Regions from separate parts of the Zea mays genome. Here all the other regions are linked to region 1. The links are chromatin contacts, called in public Hi-C maps. All regions are on one chromosome and are shown on one strand. Each heading gives the region's core, a stretch centred on a gene start, on an enhancer-like site or on the middle of the called end of the contact. The rest is flanking DNA. Distances are from core to core; before and after follow the strand shown.

Region 1 (5,210 bases), core at 1,395-3,894:
TAGTGCTGAATATTCCACAGGTACATCTCTAGTTAACATATACCATTTCCCCGTATATATATTGCTTGAAAAATATGGTTCCATATTCTTCTGAATCGCGTTAATATATTGCCTTGCAGTTGCCCGCAGCGTATTGCAAGACGGGGTAACTATGGAGCATTTCTCATGGACAACCTTCCCCTCGTAAAATCCCTCGTGCAGAATCTAGCAGCTAATCTTCATGTTCCAGTCTCAGTTAAGATCCGTGTATTTCCACGACTGGAAGACACATTAGCATATGCGAAGATGCTTGAGGAAGCTGGTGCTTCTCTTGTGGCTGTCCACGGCCGGACAAGAGACGAAAAGGATGGGAAGAAATTTCGAGCTGACTGGGATGCCATCAAGGCCGTGAAGGATGCACTTAGAGTACCCGTTCTTGCAAATGGAAACATTCGCCATATGGAGGATGTGAAGAACTGCCTTGAACATACTGGTGCTGATGGTGTGCTTTCAGCTGAAACTCTTCTAGAAAACCCAGCAGTTTTTGCTGGTTTCAGGACAAAGGAATGGAAAGAAGATGGTGACGAGAATGGAGACGGTGGCTTGGACCAGGCTGATCTTGTGATTGAATATCTGAAGCTGTGTGAGCAGTACCCTGTGCCGTGGAGAATGGTTAGATCCCATGTCCACAAGATGTTGGGCGACTGGTTTAGGGTGCATCCAGAGGTGAGGGAGGAACTTAATAAGCAGAACAAGCTCACCTTCGAATGGTTGCATGACATGGTAATGAGGCTGAAGGACCTCGGTGGAAGAGTGCCACTTTACAGAAAGGAGACTGCACTAGGACAAACATTAGCCTCTAGCAATGCCTGACAGGTTCTTATATCTGCAGCCTATCATTATTGGAGAGGAGCAATTGATGAAAACTGAAGCATTTTGTACCAATTTTGACCTGCTATAGTACAGACTGGAAGAGATTGTTGGACTACAATTAAACCTCGATTAGTAAAGCATATTTTGAGTTGAGCAGCTACAGTGCAACGGCTCACCTCATTGTTGTAACAGCTGATATGTAAAATCATTTTTACATCATTACATGGTCTCAGATAATTTGGATTTGCTATTGAACTTATCTTTGGACGCTTCACAAAGCTATATTACCAACATGTTCGCGCGCATGTTCAGCTGCGCATATATTTCACAGAACCTCTGGCCGTCTGGCGTGCAAGGTACACACAATATGGAATCTCGTAACTATCATCAGACACTCGGGTTGCTGTATGTATGTATATAATATAATCTAGAATTCTGATGCTTATGAACAAACTGTACATACTACTGCTGCAGCAATGACAAAATCATGTACAGTACTATCAATGCTGGTGGACGCAAGAAAAGAAAAGAACCCTACTGCTCGCCACTCTGAAATGGTGGCCATTACAACGGCTCTTCTTCGAGCTCCGGCCGCCAATCGGGCTTCTCTGCGTACATCACGCCTTCGTCGTCCTTCAGCCGCGCGTCCAAGTGGAGCGATCTCAGGAGCTTGTCCACCTCGCCGACGGCGCTGGCCTTGTCGCGCACGACGATGCTGACCCCTGGCCTGACGATCCTGTGCCTGTCCACCTCCACCACCATGGCAGAACCGCGCATCTGAAGAAGACGGCCATGTGCGTCATCAAGCTAGAAAGATGTGAAGAAAACAGACAGACTGGTGGTGCTGGCCACTGACCTCTTTGATCTCGGGTAGGCGCTGAAGGACTCGCACCAGTCATGGTAGATGCCCAGCAGCCCGCGCTCGAAGATGACCGAAAGTGTGTCGGGCGCGTCCACGTTCACAACGTTCATCACCCAGATCTTCTTCTCCCAGGGTTGCACACATCATTATATAATCCAGCTTATTTTATATAGATTATATAATTCAGGTTATATAATCTAATTTATATAATCTTGTTAGAGATGTTTGTTTATACAAATTATTAGCGGGTAAAAAGTCAAATAATAATCTAACGGTGTGTTTGGTTCATAGAATCACCTTATACTACCTTATACTTCATCAGATGATGCATCATTCCATAAATTTTGGTAAAATCAACTCAATCCTCATGTATATACTGTTATTAGCTTACGAGAATTGTGGTGGTAATAAATCAACTCATTCTATTCCACAAACCAAATAAAAAAGTGAGGATTGAGAAAAAGATCGACCACCTCATTTCTCAAACCAAACACACCATAAAATAAGCACCTAAGAGTATCTCCAAGAGCTTTTCAACAGTTTTTCCTAGATCAAGTTTTTTTTTTGAGAAAAACACAAAAACGTGTCTCCAACTGTTCCCCTAAAATGCTCTCAACTTTTTCATAGCCCTTAAAACTCCATCATTTGTAGGTACATATGAGGAATTATTTGGGCTCCCTAGAAACAATCGTTCGCTTTAAGTGATCTGTTGGAGAAAGGATTAAAATCTACCCCTACTAATTTTTTAGATATCTCCTTAAAACTGATTTTGATGAGTCATTTTTTAGGAAGCTGCTCTAATAACTTAATTGCTTGACGACGCGTCTCCCTCATGAGTACCTTCCGAGATAAAGAAGAAGGTGCATCGTCTATCCTCACAAGACGGACACGGCCCACGAACGAGTGGATTTCTCATGGGCAAAGTATCGTCCGGCCCATCGTGGCCTGTTACGGAACGTCGGCCCAACGGTTGTCGTTGGCGTGTCCTGGAGGCTGGGGCTTTTATTTTGGGATTGGATGCCAAATGTGCCTAGAGCCCTAATACATACTACATACCACCGGTTCCTTTTTTTTTTTCTCTCCTTTTCCTTTTTCTTTTTACAATCCATCCTCTTGACCTCTTCTCTCTTTCAGAAGGACCTTCTCCTTTTCACTGCCCCTTGTGGTGTATGCATTGATTCAAGTTCAAGTAGGAGCGTAAATTATCAAAAAAAAAGAAGTAGAAGTATACGTGTTACTTGTTTTCATTTGAACCTGAACGTCGAGCTCTGCCCAGATTTACTCATAATAATAGTATTTTTTTAAAAAAAGGATGGTGTTTTTGACTCATGCTAGTCATTCATTAGGAGAACGTGATGCGATGCTACTTGTCGGCCTACTCCTCCTTTCGAAACCCCACTGGTTCTTTGTTCCTCCTCCAAAAAGACTAAAAGAGACAGAGAAAGAGAGAGAGATGCATGCGGTTAGCAAAAAGGAGAAGGGCGAGGCAGCGGCGGACACCCAAAGCAAAAGAGACAAACAGTGTCTTTTCGGCGCCGTGCGCTTTAATGTCATGTGCTACGCAGAACGCTGCCACTCTTAATCATGGGAACTGATTGCGGAACCATCATCGTGCTGATTCCTTCTTTTTTTTAATAATTAAACACCAGACGCTTAATTATGTCGGTCTGATGAACACTCAACTCCGACCCCACCAAGATGGTGTTTTTATTTGCGCTGCGCCGACGACTTTCACCGCCGGACCGAACCCCAACATATTTACATATCTATAGAAGTATAGATTAACCAAGCCACTACCTTAGTATGTTCACCGTCAGCTATCGCTTTTAATGGTCATTTCAAAACACTGTTTTATAATATAGATTGTATTGTTTATAGAATTGAGTTTGAAATAGAAGACGGTACGAGAGATAACGAATAAGCCGTCAGAGACAGCCTTATAAACACCTTCCAAATAAATATTTGGTTGAAAATGAAATAGCCGAGTGCTAGACATGTGCGTCCGTCCGAGGAATCTAATCGATTGGCTCATCATGCGCGCCGGTTGTCCGAAAAAAAAAACAATAAAGAGGCTGCTCGGACCGAGGAACGAGACGGGCTGGGCTTTGGGCTCAAAGGTAACAGAGACGCCGGATTTTCTGCAAAAGAGACACCAACAAAGCCAGATGGGCCGGGCAGGATATAATAATAATAATAACTTTAATAACAACAACAATAATAAATAGTTTGCTAGTTTGTCCACAAAAAAATGGCATTGAGATGAGATCTGCAGCAGGCGGCGAGTAATAAATAAATAAATAAATGCAGCTGCTGGTCTTTTTCATCTGGAATGAAACATGTATATAGAATCCCAAATAAAATGTTGTAACAACAACAACAATAGTGAAATTAAAGCGGGAGGCCATCACGTGACCCCCTTCTAATTCCAAATTCCCATCAGTCACCAGCAGAAAGTAGTAGTAATTTGACACTCCGACACACATCATATATAGTACTGCTGCATCTCATCATAAATACAGGTAATAAAGGTCTTCTCTCTTCCTTCGGGCCTCTCTTGAAAAAAGGAAAAAGAAAGAGAGACAGCCATGTCCTGTTGTTTCTTTTTGGTCGTGTCTTTGGCTAAACGCGTAACCACGGAATTGAAGGAAGGAGCGAGGCTGTGCTGGCGTACGTATTTCATTCAAACCTCATCATCACATGCATCTCTCGCAGCATCAGGAATTCAGGCTCACGTTATGTTCAAATCAAATCAAATCAAATCAAAAAAGAAAAAGTAAGTACTCCTCTTTCGCGGAGCCACACAAGTCAAGATGTGAATGTGAATCGCAGCCCGGCCGGCCCACCGGCCAGTCGGTGGGAAAGGTGTTGTCTTTTCCTCCCCCTCTTCATATTTCCAACAGTAGTGATCTCTGAAGCTATCTGCTTGCTATCGGTTTCTATGTTTGTCCCTTCTGCTTTCGCCATGCGTGTCAGCGTGTGTAACCACGTTGCTAAAGAAAAAAATTTTCCCCCCGTGAGATAGCTAGCTAACCACGACGGCCAGTGACGGTGAGTAAAAATTTCGGATCTAGAGACTTGCTAAGCTTGACATTGGGCAGGTAGGGAAAGATGCACACATATGTCCGACAAATTAACTAGCCACATGTTAAGAGATTTGCTAAGCTAAACAAGCCTTATTATTTCACATCTCTAGGGTTTGTTTGGCAACGTCTGAATCGAAGGGGATTAAATCTCTCTCCCTAGTCAAAATTGGATAAAAGGATATTTAATCCCTCTCAATTTTTCTTCTATCCAGACGCAACCGAATAAGGCTATTTATATGTTTCCTATCAACGACAAAAAAAATGAATGTTTTCATTAAAAGAAAAGGAAAGCGCAAAAGTGACCATTAAAAATACTACTAGCTACTACTGACACCGAACCACAGAACGAAGGACGCGTCCATCCATTCATTTTAATTACAGGCTGTTAAAATGAATGTTTCAGCAGCAAACAA
Region 2 (5,210 bases), core at 1,383-3,882, 250 kb after region 1:
CTGCAACACAAAACATTGTATAGATAAAATTTTAAAATGCCAAGGCACAAAGATGAACGTACATCAAAAAGAATATCCATAGACAAAGCTCACCATGATTGATCAAAGTGCACATGTGGATAACGGACAACAACAGGTTGAACAGGGTAGCCAGGTATGAATGCACCATGTTGGAACGAAATCAGGAATCTCCCATTTGTTGTGGTACCTTCAGGGAATAACAGGACCCGCGGGAAGCTATTGCAAGCTGCCTTTCTCTGAAAGGACATCCTAGAGAGTATGTACCATATGAACAAATAACTAAAAGACAATCATGTTATTCTAGGACAAGTTGGCTGGAGTCGATTTTAGAATCAATTATGATGTCAGCTGCAAACGAAATTAAAAGGATCTGTAAAGCAGGCAACTGCAAGAAGTAGCTTGTAGATATCCTTCTGTTTGTTACTTTTTTCCATATATTAAGTCAATGTAGAGCAGTGATATTCAATAACTTAAAACTTACATAAATCAACGGGGTGGCTAACATGTGACAAAATACAATGCAACATTTTTAAAGGCAACCAAGTGATCACAACACATATTAAGAGGAACGGTTTTTACCTTTATTTCATTTACAGCAGCCTTCCGAGAAGCTGGTGAGAATCTGTCAACATATATAACCTGCAAAAATCTGTCTTAGAAGAAACTTGGAAATGTAGACAGTCGTAGGAAAATTGAAAAAATGCATACCTGCATCGCTCGAATAATTGTTCCAACAAATGGTAGGGCATCATGAGACTCTGACGAAACAATGGTTGGGAACAATTCATAGAAGAAGAATATGGGTTCTATGTACGAGATATGATTGGAAACAACAATAGGTGCGAGCTCCCTACGAGCGGGCCTTCCTTTCTTTCTGATCCAATGGTACCTGATAAGGAGTGTCCGACTAAGATCAGACAGTGTACACTAGCATCACAAGAAAAGAGACTGAGAAAGAGTATGCATCCAAATACTCAGATCAACTCAGCGTAAACACATAGCAAAGCAACAGTGCACAAAGCAATTTCATGGCCAGAAGAATACTAAGTTTTGAAAGTAAATACATGTAGCAAAAGAAGATGGCAATCATTGTCCATGCTCTAAAGTTTTGATTCAAAATGCTTGTCGTTCCTACACTATTCTGAAAGGCTAAGGCTATCTCCAGCAACTTACACATTCTATCTCTTATTACATCTCTTAATTCAAACTACGCTCTGCGAACAGTGCAGTCTACAATGTAAAACAATGTTTTGGGTGACTATATGGGTAACTTGCTGGACACGGGCTTACACACAAACAACACCATAGTCATAGTTGTTTTTTTTCCTTTGCTATATTTTTTCAGTCTATAGAGAAATTGCCCACCATTTGGGGTATTGATTTTCAGGACAGAGAAATTGCCCATGATTTTCAGTGAAGAGAAATTGCCCACCATTCGGGGCTATTGAAATCATTGCAATGGATGGAAGGACCACAGGAGAAATTCCTATTTGTAACATGGTACACCCCCACCTTTCATTTCAGCATGCACATGCACATGGAATCTCAGGTTGAACTGTGCACACGTTTTCGCTCTTGACGTAACCTAGCTGAACGCATGTACGAATGGTCCAACCTCCAACGTTTCTAACCCGTTCGTTTCCTATAATCCTATTGGTCTCTTCAAAGCTGCAATTCATGAAGTTAGCATCAACACGACAACACGCCATAAACACATCTGCCGCACGGACATTCAGCTTCCGCTACAGCATCGTCCCACCAGGCCACTAACCACATCATTGAGGCGCTCCCAACAAAATAGGCACGTTGTTGCGAAATAGCAGCCCTCCAAATCCAGCAAACCAACCCGCATCCCACAATCGCGTCATCGACACATAGGATTAGAAAGCCCCATCTCACCACACAAATCTAATCATCTAGTATTATGTTTTTTAGGGAAAAAATGCCAGGCAGCGGCTATTAGCTACCAGATTAGATCAAATCAAAATGAGACCAAGTCTACGATCCAGATCGCGTCCCGCGATCCAGCAACCGAGCGACTCACCCGAAAGAGAAGAGGATGCAGCGAGCTGAGATCCGCGTGATCCACATGAGCCGGCGGCGCCACGCCGGCATAGGCCCGCCGCCCACCCGCGGCCTCCCGTGCGTGTCCGCCCACCCGCGGAGAGCCACCCACGTGGCCGCGTAGCCGATCGCGATGGAGAGCCCGAACAGTGCCAGCCGCACCAACGCGACCGGCAGGAGCAGCAGCGTCCTCGACCACGCGTACACGCCGCCGCCCCACGCCGGCGTGCCGTTGCGGAACGGGTCGGCCGGGGACGGCCCTCGGTCCCTCGGCGGCCGGTCCTCCGAGAGGAACGCGAACGGGTCCCCGCCGCCGTCGTCGCAAACGGAGACCGCCGCAGCACCGTCGCTGTCGTCGTGGTGGTGGTGTCGGTGGTTGGTGGCGTGCCCGTTGGCGGCGGGCGCGCGCGCGATGGAGTCGGAGAGCAGGGGCGTGGAGAGGGAGGCGGGGGCTAGGCATGTAGAGGCCATGGACGATGAGGCTGGCTGTCGCCGGAGACAGCGGCGGGGAGGGAGGGAGGGGAGGCGAGCGATGGACGGCCGGGAGTTATGGCTTTTATTTATCAAAGCGAAACGGAGGCAAAAGCTATAGCCGGCAACAAGGGAGTCGCTGTTTTGTATGTGGTCGCCGTTTCGTTTTTGCTATTGTCCCCCGCAGTTTCATGAGTACTTATTGGAAATTTTAAGAATCGTTTCGTTTTCACCTGTCATGTATTTCCTTCTTTTAAAAACTCCACGTGTCTTTATGTGTTGAAATTTCTACTCCTTTCCTCCACATAATTTAGTCATTTTAGAATTATTCTAAATCAAACTATGTAAATTTTGACGAATAATAGATAAGATTACATTATTTTAAACTAAAAGAATCATATATTATAGTAGTTCAAGTCATAATGACTCTAGTAGTTTTATTTTTATATTGTAAAATTTTATAAAATATCTTATGTAATCGGTCAAAGTTGATAATAGTTGGCTTATGACAAATTAAAACGACTAAATCATGTGAACGGAGAGAATATGTATTATTGATTTTAAAAAATAACATTAGATAAATGCACGAGCAACATTCCTCGTACTTAAATGAGACATAACGGTGGTCTGTATGTTCCAAATCTAGACCTGCAATGCACTATTTTCATAAACTTAGAGATGTATGATATATTATTTAACCAGTTCAAGAACATAAAACTACAATTTTAAAGTTTATGAATCTAATCGACATCTCTTAACAAATTCAGAGATCACTGGTATGAACATACTCATATGACTCCAAATAAATAAACATTATTAGGATATTATTGAATGGCAAGTTTTATAAAACTAATAGTTTTTATAGGTGTTATGTGTTTCCTCTGTAATAAAGTATTTAGACAATGGAGCGAAGCTCAAGGCAACGTGTGCGACGACGTACTGCACGTCTGTACATACGGCGAGAGATCCATCCTGCTTGCACATGCCAAATGGGATGCGTGATCCGATCTCAACCACATCCATGCCGTACGTGAGTCAATACAAATATAATCACATCAATCATGCGAACCAGCAACTTCTAAACAAATTGCTTTTGCTTTTATTTTTGCTTTTGCTTTTGTATTTGTAGGCGAACCTAAGTTTAGTTTTTTTTGGCTAATGACTACGCCGACGGTGTCAATTCAGTTGACAGTTATTGCTGCTCCTACGACGGAGCACCGCCCAAACATATAATAATAGAGTTAATTATTATAGGTGCGTGGTGCGTCACGCACGCACGACGCCGACCGGGCGTTCGGCAAGTTGCTACACAAAAGCTGAGGTGCTCGTCGGGCACGAGGCCACTTGCTCCCTGCTGGGCCGCGAGGGGCCGGCCACAGCGATCTCACTCGGCACCGGTCGGCGTCGCGCTCCAGACCAGTCCACACAAGTCCGATCGAAACGCCTCGTCAGTTTTTTCCTCGTAAAAAAAGGTCGTTTTTTTTCGTTGGACAGGCAAACGTTAGTATTTTCTTCTTCTTTTGAGTAAGGCAAACGCTCGGCACGGTAGTACTGCTACACTTGGGCTTCTGAAGTACTGTCAGCCCATGGGTCGTCCTATTCCACGAGGCCCAGCCCAGTTTACCAACGTTGCGCGCAAGATATAATAGTCTCGGCCCGTGTCGATTCCATCGATTAAAACCCTAACCCGAGCATCTTCCACGCCGCCGTTGTCTCGCCGCTTCCAGCCGTTGCTCGCTGAAGAAGATGGGGAGGAGGAAGAAGTCCAAGGAGATGGAGAAGAAGCCGCTGGACATCCTGTCGGGCTCCGACGAGGACTTCGACAGCGGGGAGAACCTCTCCAAGATCCAGATCAACGAGGAGTACGCGCGTCGCTTCGAGCACAACAAGCGGCGGGAGGCGCTGCAGCGCCTCGAGGAGCGCAGGAAGCAGGGCCTGGTCCCCGCCTCCGACGACGACGAGTCGGAGTCCGAGTCGTCGTCGGAGGAGGAGGACGAGGCGGCCGCCATTGCCTCGCGCCTAGTCGACCGCCGCATGTTCGAGGTGATCCGCCGCATCCGCAGCGGCGATCCCCGCATCCTCGACAAGGACGCCAAGGTCTACTCCTCGGAGGAGGAAGGCGGCGAGGAAGGTGAGGACGCCAAGAAGCAAGAAGAGTCCAAGCAGGAGAAGGAAAAGACCAAGAAGGAGAAGCCTCTGTACCTCAAGGACGTTAATGCCCGCCACCTGCTCGAGGAGGGCCCCGAGTTCGCAGCGCAGCCCAGCCGGAGCAGCAGCAAGTTCGAGAGGATCGCTTATGACGAGCAGCAGAAGAAGGGATTGGAGGCTTTCCTTGAGGCACAGAAAGAAGCATTAGGCGATGGTGGAGACGATGATGGCGATTTATTCCAGGTGAAGGAAAAGGCTAGAGCAGGAGCTGACGACGAAGCGGAGGAGGACGAGGAGGAGAAGCAGACAAAGGACCTTGCTGGTGAGGTCTTTGGGAAGGATGAGGAGCTGGATGAGAACGAGAAGTTCTTGAAGGAATTTTTTCTTAAGAGGCCGTACCTTGAGACAGAGAAGAGTAAGTCCTATCTAGATAATATCCAGGAATTGTCAGATGAAGAGGAGCTCGAGATTCAGGAAGAGTATGAGCATGCTTATAATTACCGGCA
Region 3 (5,210 bases), core at 851-3,350, 210 kb after region 1:
CGGAGTCCGTCGTCCGAGGTCGAGGGTGAGTCCGAGCCCTGGGGTCGGGCGAGGCAGAGCTTCCTATGGTGCCCGAGGTTGGACTTAGCTGCTGTCGGCCTCACTCTGGTGAGTGGCACAACAGTCGGAGCAGGGCATGCAGCGCTGTTTTCCTGTCAAGTCGGTCAGTGAAGGGGCGAAGTGATTGCGGTCACTTCGGCCTTGTCGACTGAGGAGTGTGCGTCAGGATAAGGTGTCAGGCGATCCTTGCATTGAATGCTCCTGCGATACGGTCGGTTGGCGTGACGATCTGACCAAGGTTGCTTCTCCGTGAAGCCTGCCCGAGCTGGGCCTCGGGCGAGTCGAAGGTGTGCCCGTTGCTTGAGGGGACCCTCGGGCGAGACGTGAATCCTCCTGGGTCGGCTGTTCCTGCCCGAGGCTGGGCTCGGGCGAGGCGAGATCGTGTCCCTTGAGTGGATGGAGCCTTGACCGGAATCGCGCCCATCAGGCCTTTGCAGCTTTGTGCTGATGGGGGTTACCAGCTGAGATTAGGAGTCTTGGGGGTACCCCTAATTATGGTCCCCGACACACTCTGATATGCATTACCATGTAATCTAAAAAGAGTCGGTAGCAACAACTACACGAGCCTAATCACTTAAGAAGTTAGTTCACCAAAACACCCAACAGATACTATTGTTGATCTAAAGCCATGTGTAGAGGTTGTTTGAAAAGTCATTGGACGACAAATGAAGGTAGCTCACATGACGCTTATTATCTTACGATTATAGATTGTAATAATTGTTTTGGTTGCAAACGTAGGTGTAAAGGACTCATTCTTCCTACCAGTATAGGAAAAAAGACTGATTCGTGCAACGATTTGGCAATCCCATAATCTTTCCATGTTATTCACCACATTACATCAACGACGAAAATTGAAGGATATTTCTCTGTGTTCTCATTATGGATAACAAACTTCATAGACAACTAAACCTAGGGTAAACAATGTTTCATGTGTTTGAGAACAAAAGCACCCTCTCTTATCTGTCTCACATATTTTATGACAATTCTTTTTTCAAGACTAATACTTGTTGTTACTCCTTTATACTATCTGATTTATCTTACATTTGTCCCATTTAGATGCTTTATCACCACCACCAGGGTTGATATCATGATCTTTCATTAGACCACTAACATGTTAGTCATTTCACATTATTTTTTCATTGAGAACAAAATGAACATGTTATATAAATACATTAGGTACATGTACTTTTAAAAGGAAAACCTACTTTGGATTAGTTAAGTTCGTTAGTTTTAGTCGTTGCACCCGCGTTGTTGTAGACTTGTGTTATCAGCAACGAACTCTCAACAAGAGCACTACCGCCTCCACATCAATGGCAATCATCAAAACTAGAGCCCCTAAAACTCGCCAAACATGAATAATCTCAAAACTAAGACACCAAATCCAAATAAAACTCACTAAGGCCTTGTTTGGTTATTTCCATTCCATATGGATTGGAGGAGATTGAGATGTATTGATGTGGATTTTGACTTACTATAGATTTAAACTGACTCAATCCCACCGATGCACATGGATGATCCATATGCATTGGTTAAGATTGAGTCGGTTTAAATCCATCGCAAGTCAAAATCCATCTCAATCTATTCAAGCTTGTTTGGTTGGCTTCTTTCAATAGTCTAGTTGTGTGAGCTAGGACCGCTGGAGTCTGGCTTCGGAGATGCGACTAATCTACTCTTATCTGGAAAGCCTGGCCTAGGCTACTTTGAGGATCGTGCGAGCCTGGATTCAAATCTGCGTGCAGTCAACCAAACATAAAGCTAGCACGCATAGAGCCTGGCTCACAGCAACCAAACAACAGCTACCTACATCCCACGATGCAAACATGCAGGCAACCAAACAGCAGCTATCTACATCCCACGATGCAAACATGCAAGCAACCAAATAGCAGCTATCTACATACCACAATACAAACATGCAGACAACCAAACACGTCCTATACATTCTAATCTACATAAAATTAGAATAACCGAAGGTCTAATGAATAATTAATATGCAAAATTACATATAGATACTCTTTTCCTAAATACACCCTCGCTCCGCCCACCTTCTCCCACCCACTGCCTCGTATTCTATTCCCCTGCCTCCCCATCTCCGCCGTCCTCGCCTTCTCCAATCCACTAGTCGACACCGCACGCGCTCGCCTCCTCCCGCGGCGTCGCCATAGGGTTAGGGTTCCGGCGACTTCCCTCCTTTCCGCGTCGCGGCGAACGCCTTGGGAGACCCGCCCCATGTCGTCCGACCCATCGCCCCACCTCCCCTCGCCGGTGGCCCCGCCGGGCGCGGCGGAGGCGGATCCCCATCACCTGCCCCAACCCGCCGAGCCACACGAGGTGATGCACCGGACGAGGGCCGTCGACTTCCTCGGGCGACGCACGCCCATCGTCTACCAGAACGACAACGGGCCCTGCCCGCTCCTCGCCATCTGTGAGCTTTCTCCCTCCAGTCCCTCGTTCGACTCCGTACCCTCACGAGTTCGCCGCGTGCCTAGTGGCTTCCTGCGATGTTGATGTCACCGGTGCGCCTGTGTGCAGGTAACGTCCTGCTGCTGAAGAATGTGATCAGTCTGAACCCTGACGCTGGCGAGGTGTCGCAGCAGAAGCTGCTCTCGCTCGTGGCCGAGCGCCTCATCGACCCCAACATTGCCGGACAGGTTCGGCTATATCTCTTGCAAGATCGGGGCTTCGTGTTCGGTCGATCAATGCGGGACGGTCTTGTGTTGGGTTGCAGCAGCAGCTTGCCGGCTGGAATCTAATTAGGGTTGCTGGCCGTGTCATTTCTTGGTGTGTTGATGATTTCGAGATGCAATTCACAGGATAAGGACGAGGAGTATGTTTGCAACCGGGAGCAGAACATCGCGGATGCCATTGATCTTCTCCCGCGCCTTGCAACAGGCATTGACGTGAATGTGATGTTTAGGAAGTAAGGGTTTTTAGCTTGTTGACCAGTGGTTTGTCACCTGCACTTGTGATTATAGTTTTATTTTGACGCTTACTGCGGCCTGTACGTTGCAGGATTGATGACTTTGAGTTCACCCGAGAACGTGCTATATTTGATCTTCTTGATATCCCGCTATACCATGGATGGATAGTGGACCCTCAGGTGTGTTGTCTTTCCACTTAGCAAAAATGATATAGGCCTGTGGTATCTTGTCATGTTGCTGTTTTCAGTTAAATTTGTGCACGCCATCTTTTCTTCTAAGTTTTGCACTCACTTTATCATTGTAATCTATTACCTAAATCATCTGATGTAGCTATAAGCTAGTTTTTTAAAAAAATTATACTTTCAAGTTTCAACTGATACAACTAATTCTTTAAGTAATAGTAGAAAGCCCTATGCCATTGCCTTGGTAGGTCTCTGTGTGCGTGCACATGCACACGTAAGGCGTGTTTGGTGTGGCGCCTAAGCCACCACACCGCGCCACACTTTTCAGCCACAAGTGTGGCGCCCAATTTGGCCGCCACACTTGTGGCTCAAAAGTGTGGCGCGGTGTGGCGGCTTAGGCGCCACACCAAACACGCCCGTAGGCACACACTTTTCCAGAACTTAGTAGGTTTATTATCTTATGCAAAGTGATCGTTAATCTAGGATTTACTTCTGGTTCGATATTGATGTCTGCCTAAAATTGTATAGACTACGTAACAATCTTTTTTAAGATACTCATGTGCACAGACCGAGACGATCCATTTTCTGAATGGACTAGTGCAATTAAAAACATTATTTCCAATTAATTGGTTACAGCTGGTGCCCTCACGTGGTTGCACTAGAAAGATTTAAAAGGGAAGTTAATTACTGATCTTGTTGCCTCCTGACTGACTTCATCTGCATAGAGAAGTTGTACCCTTGTGTGGGTATTAGGAAACCACCAAAATTCGAATCTGGTCGGTTGTGTCCATCAGTTAGGAAACCATGAAAATTTGAAGCTGATCGGCCATGTCCATCAATTTAACAGTCAAGGTTTCTGTTTTTGAATGAGAATGGGGCTATCCTCAGTTTGAGAAAAAGGCAAGGTCCTCTGCTTTATCTTGACAAAATATATGCGAATACGACAAGGGTTGAATTTAATTTTGTCTACTACTGCCAATTAGACTTAACTGCTTGTTACTTCTGCCACGTTTTGTACTACATATGCCCCCCCCCCCCCCCCCCCCAAAAAAAAGTTATGTTCATTAATACTCATCTGCAGTATTTATCTTGCCTTCTCACAACTCACCTGTGTATGACGATCCATTCTGTGCATTTTGCTCTGCAATTAATTACTACAAACAATAGACAGACAAATGGTGATATGAACAAAAGAACATAGAGCAAATAAAATATTTACATGTTGGATCTGTTTCGTAGTTTACTCTATGTATGGACCCATGTCACGTTTCTCTCGTTATCTGCTTCTTGTCGGTGAACTGTATCTCTTATCAAAACGGTGTTGTTCCATGCTTTGCAAAAAAAGAATATGCACACGTTACATATACATCGCTTCCTATTACTCTAAGGTTTTGAATAGCAAACCACTAAGGCACATTTAATAGTTATGAATGACCTGTTGCCGGTAATAGGTCTTCTTTATCCATAGCCATTTGATCAAACAGAATGGATGATCCTTACTAACTTGGTAGTACCCCGTAATTTTCGCCGCGTATAATAGAGACAAAAGTAGCTCACTTTGAAACTTTGAAACTTGGTAGTACCCTACTAATTATTGCTGATTCATACCGTCTTTAGGATACTGAAACTGCTACCGCTATTGGATCAAAGTCCTACAATGCTCTTGCTTCTGGACTTGCTGAATTCAAGTCAGGTAAACCAACAGAAGAAAACAAATATGTGGAGGAAGAAACTGTTGATTTTGCTGCCGCAACAACTGCAGCTTTAAAGATTCCATCTCCCAGTGTTTCTCGTGGGAGATCGTTTGATGAACATACTCTCTCAAACTCATCAACTGTACCACATAAAAGGCGAGGTGACCTTGAGGAAGAAGAGGAACTGATGAGAGTCCTCAATCTATCTAAAGCTAAAAGTGGGGATGTAGAAGTTTCTTTTGACACTTCACATAGTCATTCATCCTCCAATATTGAGACACCACAAAATGAGAGTTTTCAGTCAGAAGCACTCGAGTTGGTGGTGGCGACAAAAAAAGAGGAATATGGTAATCACG
Region 4 (5,210 bases), core at 1,921-4,420, 180 kb after region 1:
ATTAATCTCAAGCAGGTGTGTGCGTGTGTATACGACAAACTACATTAGCGTGGAGAAGAAACAAGAAAGTTGGGTTGTTTCATTGATTCTCGATCTCAATACTGTCGCTGCCTTTATACTTACCTGTTGGTAGGGACCCTTGAGCCCAAGACTTATTAAATTTGGCATAGCATCATTGCTAGCTCTTTGGCAGGACTTGAGCTTCTCCATACGATTTAGAGAAGACATGAACACATTTACGGACCTATTTGAGGGTGAAGTATTTTTTATACAGTTTCTAGATAATCCCATGAATTTTAGTAACATTATAGTATTTTATGCCATAAGATGTTTGCATTCATGAAAACTATTTTTCCAAAACCTTGGCATTATTCTAGATACCATTGCTTTTTTTTTGGAGTATTAGAAAGTCCGCTACAACCTAAAGTTTTCACGGCATGACTATTTTTTTCCGAATACTATCTAAACAATGTTTCTAAAAAAACCATGATGCTTTTGGAGCTGTCAAAACTACGTTTGAACTATATTATTGTAAAACTATGGTTTTAGAAAACAATGTTGCCAAAGAGGCCCTACTACCTAGTTTCGGCTGTACACTTTTTTTGGATTTGCAATATTTATGGGGATTTTCCTGAAAATAAGCTGCGTTGGGCACATAAAAGATCGTCGGATTGCATCACACTAAAAACTAGTGCGGTATATATATACACACACAGACTGTATTTTCCAAGCGAAAGTTGAAAGAAAAAAAATTATATATATCAGTTGTCCATGTCTGCATTGGTCCCGTCCCATTGATTCCGTCTGTAGCAAGCCTGCCTCCAATGGGCCAGCAGATGAACAGGGTAGGCACACCGTAGCTTCTTGTGATCCCTGAAAGATATGCTGTGCCACCAAAAGCTACTACTAGTAGCGTAGTATAAAATTTTACTCCAGTGGCCGTAGGATGCAGGCTCGATCGCAGTGCTTCATCACCCGCCCTCCCTACTAGCTAGCTACACTACTCCTACTCCTACTACAGCAAGAAAGAACAACGTCGTCGCGGCCACAAAGCAAGCAAATATATAGCAAAACGTCAAAGCCTAAACAACAACCGCGGGCGGGCGCGTTTGCATGCAGCCTAGCTACGGCGACGACCCATGCAATGGCATTCACCCTTTAATAATGAAGCATTAGCGGCAGCACATGTCTCAAGATCACTGCTAGGGAGTACTACTATACTAGGCAGTATCTTAACCCCTCCCCGCCTCTCTCTGATCATCCTCCTTCTAGTACCCACCACTAGCTATATATAGATGAGACACACAAACACACAAACAAACAAACTTGTTCCTTTTTCCAAATGGTGGTGATCATGTGATGCTTAGCGTAGTGCTCACAATAGAATAGAATATGTGCCTGCCCTAATTATAATCGCTTCGCGTGCCTCCCAGCAGGGCCTGCCTGCCTGCTGCTGTGCCTGTGCAAGAGAGGAGAAAAGGCATCGAGTACCTTAACTGCCATCATGCTGCCACCCCCCGGCCCCTCTTGCTTGCTTGCTTGCTTGTTCCATGCTTGCCCTGATAGCTTCTCGATCGAGTGCGTTTGGCGCGTAATTAATACGGCGCGGTGAGCCAAAATCATATATAAGCTTTCATCAGCTGGTCGTATAGTACGCGAACGAAGATTATTTCTACTTATATACCAGTGCTGGCGCAAGAAAGCAATCTCGACAACTCCAACTCCAACTCCTGCCCTGCATCCCAACCGGACACCAGACTGGGGTGGGGTGGTCAGCAAAGCAGCTTGGGCGAGCCGAGTGCTAGCTACCGCAGAGCACGTACGGCTTGGGAGGAGGGAGCGAGGACGCAGCACGTACGGGGCCAGCCCTGAGCCTGCCCTGACCTCTCGCAGCGCAGGAGCAAGCAGTGCGGCGACGCGCGCGCGAACTGCGCACGCCGTGCGAGGGGCAGGGCAGCGCATGTGCCGTGTCTCTCCGGCGGGCCGCGCGCGCCCGGCCAGCTCGGGCCACCCGCACGTCCCCTCCGACGCCACGGGGGGGACAAGTTTCATGCACACGTGCACACGGCCATGGGGAGGGCCGGGGGTGCGCCCGCCCTGTACTGTAGCCCGCGGCCGCCCGCCCTTTCGTGCGTGCGTGCGTGCGTGCCTGTCCGTCGTCCTTGCTCGCCCGTGCTCTGCCCTGCAGCTCTGGTCTGGTCTGGTCTGCTCTGGTCTCTGCTGGACCATGCAGTCACAGTCACAGCCACAGCTAGCTCTCCGCTTTCCCAATTATTTGCGCTGGCCGGTGGGGTACGTGGTGGTGGTGGTGGTCCGGCGAGTCGGTTTTCGTCTGCGGAGAATGAAGTGGCGTCCAGTGAGAAGATCTGCGCGCAGACGGGTAGGAGGGACGCGTCGTCAGAGGAAATGGAAACGGAGCAAGGGCCGGAGACGGATCATGGATCCGATCCATGGCTGTGTGTCCATCTCTTTCTTGTGCAAACAACCAACAACAGCGAAGGCCTTGTTTGCTGTTTCGGTATTGTAAAGCTGCGTGCTCTGTCGACTCGACTGTATAGATGAGCTGCAAAATTAAACCTGCAGCTGCAACTAATGCTGATAGCATTTGGCGACAGCACTCTGCAAAAAGCCGGAGGAAGGTTTCGTAGAGCAAGCAGTAGCTGTGATGATTTACAAACAAACTGGATGCACGGATAGAACAACAACGCTGAGATGCCTAAGCAAGACTGAACAGGTCATCCTAAACAGTAGTAGGTTCCTGAAAGCAAAGCAAAGCAAAAAAAAAAAAATCATCTAACAGTAGTAGCTATTAACCTTCAGGCTATTTCTAAATAACCGTGTAAAGTAGAGGGTGAAGTTTGAAATAAGGAGTCTGCTGAAGATTTCAGCCTCATGGGAGCTACAGTGCGTGCAGTAGTATACGACGACACACAGCATGCTTGTGACTGTATGCGTGAAGACCAGGCAATGGGCGCTTTCACATTTTTCTTGGCAGTTTCTGGGATGTGACGGTCGTTAATGATGGAGTCCGTGTCGTTACAGGCTAAGAGAAACAGTCTTATTCTGGTTTTCATGATGAAGCAAAGCTGCAGCCATTTCTCTACAGCCACTGGCCGTCATCAGTCACCGTTGTTCACTCGGTAGTCGGTACGTAGGCTGGGCCGAACCATGGGCCGCCAGTTACTTCGAAGGCCCAGCCCATTCGTAGCACCTGCATTTTGCCCTCCATTGACGACGATCGCGTTGCACGTGTCATTTGTTGTGTTTTTTTTTCTTCTTCTACTACTTTTCTTCGCTTTTTTCTTCAAAAAAACGTGTCCGCGGTCCACCCGGAGGCTGCGACGTCCCCCAAGAGATCAGCTTACGCACGTCCCACAGTTGCAGGCCGTTGAGAATTTATGGTTTTTGTTTGGTTTGTAGAGTTACTTATTAAGTCTTTATTTAAGTAATAAGGATGGATTAAAGTGGATTGAGGTATACTGAAGGGATAGAAAAGGAAATTAGTTCATATTACACTTCAATCCACTTTGTACTATTTCAATCCACTCTAATTCGAAAATTACGTAGACAAGTCCTTATGTTTCATGAGATAATGTATTATAAGTTCATCCAAAAAAAATGGAACAATTGGATCTATACCATTAAAAGATCCAAACTTTAGATATATACCATGGACCCCACATGGCATTGACTCATGTGGACCCACATGTAAGTGAGATAGTAATGGTATGGATCCAAAGTGGTGATCTTTTAATGGTATGGATCCAAATTTCCCAAAAAAAATTAGTGGAATCAACTCATTCTTCATGTACTACTTTCGTCCATAAATATATGACACCGTTGATTTTTTTTCCCAAAAACTTTAATCACTCGTCTTATTCAAAATATTTATTAAAAATATAAAATTTTAACTCAAGCACAAACTATCTTAAGTGATAAAATAAATCACAAAAAAATATAATTCATTATTTTTAAAATAAGACATTGGTCAACGGTGTCATATATTTATAAACGGAGAGAGTATATACTAATTATTAACTTATAAGGAATAAGATTGTGATGAATCAACTCATTTTATTCTATAAACTAAATAAAAAAGTGTGGAGTGAGAATAAAATAGACCATCTCGTTTCTCAAACCAAACACATCTTAAATCCTTCTTCGAGTACAGTGAACTAGTGAAGCAAGCTCCTATTCCTCCTCCTCCCGTAGCTTTCTCTGTCTCTTGTGCTTCCATTTAACTTCTCTCCTTGGGTGCAGACCTGCCGCTGGCACTGCCGGATTTGGTGCAGTTACCACCGCCGTTCTCCATGATTTCCGGCACCATCCTGCCGTCGGGGTTTACTTGGTAGGCCCTGAAGGATTTGTTTTTTTTTTTCCCTTTTACGAACAGATATGGGCTAGCTTTGGAGTTTGGATCCTCCCAAGAGGAAACGGGCTGGGTCATTTGGACTTGACAACGACGACGACCCAGCTGGGCCGATGGATAGCGCGTCTCAAGTCTCTCAACTTCTCCCTTTCCTTCAGCGTTAAGTCTCGCAGCGAGACGTGACGTGCGTTGTGCGCGCCGGCCGGCCGAGATCGATCGATCGCTGTGCGTGGACAAGTCCAGCAAGCCACGTGCCGTGCGTGCTCTCGTAGTCTCCCGCACGGCAAGTCACGGCCGTTTCATCTGCTTTTCCAGATTGTTGCATCGTTCACTATCTCGTGTGTTCCTTGTCGCGCTGTGCTCGTGTGTTCCTTGTCGCGCTGTGGTAGTGTGGTTTACGAATGCTCCACCTTCATTTAGGGTGGGACGGTCGAGTCAATATGGACGGTGCTTTTTAGGGATGAAAACGGGTCGGTATATCTTCGTATAAAATGTTTATTAGTTTTTAACTTATTTACAATTTTTAGTGAATCTAGAATATTTTATGATTTTTTAATATTGTGGTGTTGGTTTTGAAAATCGCTTAGAGAGGGTGAATAGGTGGAAACTGAAACTTACAAACTTTAAACATAACTACAAGCAGGGGTTACCGTTAGAAATAAAATCGAGTCCAAAAGAGAGGGTGAAAAACAAATCAAAGCAAATGAAGCGGATGACACGATGATTTGTTTTACCGAGGTTCGGTTCTTGCAAACCTAGTCCTCGTTGAGGTGGTCACAAAGACCAGGTCTCTTTCAACCCTTTCCTTCTCTCAAACGGTCACCTAGACCGAGTGAGCTTT

What was found. A called contact is a pair of places that touch in the nucleus more often than the background predicts.
Region 2: a Hi-C map of tassel shows a contact between it and region 1, with 1.5 times the contacts expected there. The contact joins the promoter of LOC100191712 here to the enhancer-like site in region 1. A contact is called at or near these places in 2 of 25 Hi-C or Micro-C datasets (leaf and tassel).
Region 3: a Hi-C map of tassel shows a contact between it and region 1, with 2.8 times the contacts expected there. The contact joins the promoter of LOC100279905 here to the enhancer-like site in region 1. A contact is called at or near these places in 2 of 25 Hi-C or Micro-C datasets (leaf and tassel).
Region 4: a Hi-C map of tassel shows a contact between it and region 1, with 4 times the contacts expected there. The contact joins two enhancer-like sites. A contact is called at or near these places in 6 of 25 Hi-C or Micro-C datasets (bundle sheath, ear, endosperm and 2 more).

The regions. Positions count from the first base shown.
Region 1 is chr5:62,108,030-62,113,239 of Zm-B73-REFERENCE-NAM-5.0, reverse strand. LOC100274382 (FMN-linked oxidoreductase superfamily protein) reads left to right here. Exons shown (of 3, transcript NM_001148742.2): 3 at 120-1,109. The coding sequence ends at 852. Among protein-coding and RNA genes, the nearest start is that of LOC100274382, 3.9 kb to the left of the region's middle. Within about 2 kb of position 2,644, at least 19 of the 20 cell types and tissues checked have an H3K27ac peak or open chromatin away from gene starts, as enhancers often do. A contact at or near this core is called in bundle sheath, ear, endosperm and 2 more, where this site is marked.
Region 2 is chr5:61,855,799-61,861,008 of Zm-B73-REFERENCE-NAM-5.0, reverse strand. LOC100191712 reads right to left here and starts at 2,632. Exons shown (of 13, transcript NM_001137141.1): 1 at 2,066-2,632; 2 at 730-910; 3 at 601-660; 4 at 94-257. The coding sequence starts at 2,556. It overlaps LOC103626442 (protein kri1), which reads left to right and starts at 4,084. Exons shown (of 1, transcript XM_008646850.3): 1 at 4,084-5,210. The coding sequence starts at 4,303.
Region 3 is chr5:61,892,679-61,897,888 of Zm-B73-REFERENCE-NAM-5.0, reverse strand. It overlaps LOC100279905, which reads left to right and starts at 2,100. Exons shown (of 12, transcript NM_001361005.1): 1 at 2,100-2,482; 2 at 2,590-2,708; 3 at 2,871-2,977; 4 at 3,070-3,157; 5 at 4,778-5,210. The coding sequence starts at 2,287.
Region 4 is chr5:61,931,966-61,937,175 of Zm-B73-REFERENCE-NAM-5.0, reverse strand. No RefSeq gene overlaps it. Among protein-coding and RNA genes, the nearest start is that of LOC100279905, 39 kb to the right of the region's middle. Within about 2 kb of position 3,170, at least 20 of the 20 cell types and tissues checked have an H3K27ac peak or open chromatin away from gene starts, as enhancers often do. A contact at or near this core is called in bundle sheath, ear, endosperm and 2 more, where this site is marked.